2 separate regions of the Mus musculus genome follow, and region 2 is linked to region 1. The links are chromatin contacts, called in public Hi-C maps. All regions are on one chromosome and are shown on one strand. Each heading gives the region's core, a stretch centred on a gene start, on an enhancer-like site or on the middle of the called end of the contact. The rest is flanking DNA. Distances are from core to core; before and after follow the strand shown.

What was found. Hi-C and Micro-C count contacts between places; a contact is called where the count stands out from the background.
Region 2: a contact with region 1 is called in a Hi-C map of CD8 T cells, with 11 times the contacts expected there. The contact joins the promoter of Axin2 here to the promoter of Tlk2 in region 1.

What each region holds. Positions count from the first base shown.
Region 1 is chr11:105,180,269-105,182,779 of GRCm38.p6, forward strand. It overlaps Tlk2 (tousled-like kinase 2 (Arabidopsis)), which reads left to right and starts at 1,259. Exons shown (of 22, transcript NM_001112705.2): 1 at 1,259-1,783. 1700052K11Rik (RIKEN cDNA 1700052K11 gene) reads right to left here and starts at 1,165. Exons shown (of 1, transcript NR_027956.1): 1 at 1-1,165.
Region 2 is chr11:108,919,092-108,921,602 of GRCm38.p6, forward strand. It overlaps Axin2 (axin 2), which reads left to right and starts at 1,258. Exons shown (of 11, transcript NM_015732.4): 1 at 1,258-1,470.

The DNA of each region.
Region 1 (2,511 bases), core at 9-2,508:
AGATGACTCCCAATTTGAGTTTTTCTACTTGAGTTCTGAAGGATGGAGAATGTACAAAAAGGAATTATCATCCTTTGCCCATTTGGCAGGTCTCTGTCCAGTCAATATGTGGAAAAATTAATAATAACAGAATTCTACTTTGGAGTACTTGCCAACGCCTGGAAAAGTTCAAGCCGGCTGTGTAAAAGCTTGAATGTTTCTCTTGTGATTCCCTTGTAGTCCTTCAGACACGTTCAGACATCTGGTCAAGGAAGCATCAGAAGAAAACAAAAAGCTGAGTCGTTACTTTGAAGTCCGTGTCTTGGCTCGTGAAACTAGGTGAAGAAAGTGACTTTTTCCCCCTTTGGCGCTGGGGTCAGAGGTGGAACCCTTTCCCATGCAGGAAAGCCCTCCTGTCGCAGGCGCTCACCCTCTCAGCAGACACTCTGAAGAGCAGGCCCCCAGCACCCCAGGAGGGCCATCTTGTCACCGGAGGTTAAGATGGAACCTCCCCCTAGGTGCTTTGAGAGAGTTCCCCGGGGGGCGGGTAGCGACCTCCGCTCTGGAGGGGGGCATGCTGGTGAGGGCTCGGCTGTGATCCCAGGACACCTTTGTCCCTGGAGACGCCAGGCCAGTCAGGTACGTGGAAGGCGAGAGCCGCCGGCCGGCTTTCCGTGCCTGTGGCGTGGCGTGGCGTGGCGTGGGGTCTGGGGACGTGGACCATGGCTGCGGGGGATGGCCGGCTGGCGGACATCGGGTGGGCACCGCGAACTCAGTGACACCCCTTGCCCCGCTCCCGGGCTCTCTCCTCGGATCCATCGCTGGGCAGAGCAACCTCTTTCCTCACCCCAAAAAATGTGTGTAGATGAGAGGCAGGGCGAGCGCGGCAGTCCCGCCGGGTCGCCGCTCCGACGCTGCTCCGCGGCCTGAGGCGCAGCCCAACCGTCGGCCTCCGACTCTGTCTCCACAAAGGCGGGCTCCCGAGGCTCCGGCCCCGGCCGCTTACCCGGCGCCCCCGAGCCGACCAACCACCCCTCACGTCGCAGGCGGGGCCGCAAGCGCCGCCAGCCGCCCGCCCTCAGCAGCCCTGTCAGGCGCGGCCTGTTCCGCCGGTGCGGGGTCCCCTGGTTAACCCCTGCCCGCCAGCGCGGCCGCTGATTGGAGGAGGCGGAGCTCCGGGGGCAGCAGCGACCCTCCCCCCAACACCTTTCCCGTCCCCTCCCCCACGGCCGGCACTACCTCCCCCCCACCCCAGGAACACCCCCCCCCCGTGCCTCCCAGCCGTGCAAATCTCGCGAGGAAACACGCGGTTTCACTAGTGTGTTTACACCGATCACTACTAATCCGGACCGAACCGATCCGGATTAAGGGGCCGGAGGCGGGTCCTGGGCACTAGCGGTTCCGACCCCCCCCCCATCCCGCCCTCCGCGCCGCACCCGAGTGGCCCCCAGCCGAGCGGGCCCCCACTTCTCGGCCCGACCCAGACCCTTCTGCGCCTCCCTTGGCCTTTGTCCGGCGCCAGGAGGCCGGCCCCGCGCCCCCCGGCGGCCGCCCGGGCCCGGGCCCGCGTCAGCCGCCTGGCTCCGTACGCGAGCTCGGGGATCTGCGGCCTCCGTGGCCCCCCTCCCCCGCCCGCCCTGTCGTGGAGCCCGGCGCCGCCGGCGGCTGCCCGGGCGGGGGGTTGCGGCGCTCAGGAGAGGCCCCGGCTCCGCCCCGGGCCTGCCCAGGGGGAGAGCGGAGCGGTCAGCAGCCGGGTCGGGTCGGGGCCCCTCCCGAGAGGAGAGTGGAGCGGCAGCGGCGGCAGGTGAGAAGCTCAGCCCCTGGACGTGGAAGGGCGCCGGGGCCTGGGGTATTAACCGTCCCGGGGGCCCCACTCCAGGGCCCGAGGAGGCTGCGACCCGGGCCGGCGTCGTGCCGCAGCTCCTGGGCGCCGAGGCGGGAGGTGCTCCCCGAGGGCTGCGGGGTCGCCGAGGGGCCGGGCCGAAGATGGACCAGGCCCAGGCCTGGGAGTGTGGCGGTCGGCCTGCCGGGAGAGGCGACTCCGGGGAGCTGGAGGCCTCGGCAGCCTACGGGGCGCCCCCGAGAGCTGTCCCTCGCTCCGTCCGTGACAGGTGGGCCCGGAGTTGGGGAAAGTTTGGAGCCGGCGAGGGGCGCCGGGACCAGGCCCCATCGGTCCTGCTTCCCGGCTTGGGGCCATTGGGAGGATCCCGGTCCAAAGCCCCTCTGGAAAGAGATGGGGTGGGTATTTTCTGATCATGAGTTGACATTAAATGGGGTAACTGCTAGGGCCTCATTTTCTGGGCCAGGCCTGGGGATGGAGGGTTGGGAAATGTTTCCAGAGACCTTGGGATTGGGGAGAGACTGCATTGTAACCTCTGCCTTTCCGACCTCGATTATTAGGGCAGGACAAGTAGTGAGCAAGGCCACCTACCTACTTAGGGAAAACTCGGTTTTCTTCTCAGTCTTTTTTTTTTTTTTTTAAGATGCCTTTCTACCATTCTAACAGTTTCCTAATTCCTTACTTGTGTGTGT
Region 2 (2,511 bases), core at 8-2,507, 3.7 Mb after region 1:
TCAGAAGGCCAGGCCCTTGCTTCTCTCGGCTTTCCTCTCTTTGGATTACTTTGCCCTGGGCTCCGCTGTTGATATTTTGTTGCTGCTGTTGTGTTACTGCTTTGTCTCTGAGAGATTGAGCCTTAGGTAGCCCAGGCTGGCTTCCATTTTACTAAGTTGGTCTTGGAATTCTCATTCTATTGATTGGCTCTACCTTGGGGTGGCAGCCATGTGTCACCAACTCTGGCTTATGTGGTGCAGGGGTTGGGGCGGAACTGAGCGTTTGTGAAGTAAGAACTCTATCAGGCTACCTACTCACTTCCATTCCCCCCCCCCCCCCCCCCCCGCAAGTTTATCAGCTCATCCACGGGGAAATGCTCTACAACAACAGATGAATGAATAAGTGTTCTGAACTTATGGCATATTTTTTTAAGGCCCGTGCCTTATAAATATTTTGGGGAGAATGTGGAAAGGAATTCGAAGGTGACAGTGGGGTGAATTTTTAATACTTTAACACCGCGTATGTGTGGGAGGCATTCCACGGCTGTTTAATAAGTAACATATGGGATGGTGGCAGCCCTTTGGGAGAGTGTGGTGGGCACGGATTTGTTGGGGAAAGAGGTCCATGAGTGTGCAAGGAAGGTGCTGACTGATGTGTAAGGTTGCAATATTGGGGAACTGAGGTGCGCACCTTGATTCCACTGTGGAGACAAATTCACAACCGCCCATCTTCATCCAAACACAACTGTCCACAAACTATTTCTATATTAGTGCAAATAGATACTGGAGCACAAGTGCACACACACACACACACACACACACACACACACACACACACATACACACACATCATGCCTTCTGAGTCAGAGTACGCCCTAAGAATTGGCCAGCGGATCTAGCTCCTACCAGAAGGCTCTCCAAATTCCCAGGGAAATTTGAAAAAAGGTAGGAACGTGTTTGATTTGATGGAGGGGGGCGGGGGGGGGGCGGGTGCTTTATTGCAGTTCTTGCAATGGCCAGAGAGAAACTGGCATTCTAGAGCTGGAGAGCGCTAGGTAGGCAGGGGGAGGAGACATGAGCAGAGGCTGGAGAACTTGAAACATGAAATCAATCAGAACTCCGGCCGAGAACACCCCGGGGCCGCCAGCAGCCGGCGGGGGGCAGACGAGGGCCAAGGAAGGGTTAACGCGGGAGCTGAGTGTGCCACGGGGGCCGGGCCGGGGCGGGGCAGAGCGGGCGCGCGCTGTCCCTTTAAGGCGGGCGGCGCGCGGGCCGGCCGAGCGCCTCTGTGATTGGCGCGGCGGGATCACTGGCTCCCCGAGCCCGGCCCGGGGGAGTCGGCTGGAGCCGGCTGCGCTTTGATAAGGTCCTGGCAACTCAGTAACAGCCCAAGAACCGGGAAATAAAAATAAGCAGCCGTTCGCGATGGATTTCGGGGCCACCCGGAGGCCGAGGCGTCCGCCTCCCCAAAGGAGAGCTTTGCTGTAAAAGGTGGGGTCGGAGGCTCGGTCCCGTCGCAGCCGTTTCTAAGAAAGCTCCGTGCGGCCGGGGGCGGTTGGCAGCGGGGCGCGGGGCCGCGGGAGGGGGCGACCGGGAGCAGGCCGGGGTAGTAGAGGGGTGCGGATTGCACGGCCCCCCAAAAGGGGCGCTGGAGCGCGCTGGGCTGGCCCGGGTGCGGCTCGCATACCTCCCTTCCAGGACCGTGCGCTCGGCTCGCGCCTTTGAAGTGCACAGTTAAATCCACAGCGCAGTTTTTGTTGGAAGCGCCCGGAGGACATTTGGTGCGCCTAGTGACTGCTGGAAACAGGACCTGGGTTGAAAGCCGGCCGGGCGGGGGCCGGGGGCGGCCGCGGTGGGGGCGGAGGCCCACTCGGATCTTTTGCATAAAAGGGGCAGCGGGGCGCACGATCCCCCCCCCCAAAAAAAACCCGGCGCAGACCTCGGGATCGTTGTTTTCCGTGCACCCCCTCCTCCGCCTCCGCGAGACTCCTCATGTTCCCCACGCCCGGGCGGGCCCGGGGGGGCCCCGGGGCAGCCTCTGCGAGTCCAGCGGGGGACCCGGGCAGGGGCTCTGCCCGCGGCGCCTGCGAGGTCTCCGCAAGGAGTGCGCCAGCGGATCAATGGTGAGTGCCGAGGCCGCGGCGGTCCGGCGGCCGGCGCGCTTTGATGTGCGGGGCGGCGCTTTGAAGTTGGCAGGCCGGCTATTTCGGGGCGCGCTCCGGGCCCGCGCGGAGGGGAAGCGGCGGGCTCGGCGCCCAGCGCTCCGGGGGGTTTGGCCGGGCGGCCCTGCGCGCGGTGAGCTGGAGTCCCCTCCCCTGCGCGGGGTCCGGGGTGGCGGGGGGCCGGTCAGGGAGACTTCTCCAAGTGGCGTTGGGGACGGAGGCGGAGACGGGCAGCTCGCCCTCGGGGGTCGAGTCGCCGTGGGTGTGGATGAGTTGGGGTGTGCGTGTTCATGCGAGTGCTTTTGGAAGGTGGGATGAAAGGGTGGCGGCGCCCCCCGCTTGCCCTCCCCGCCCTTCCACCGCCCCCTCC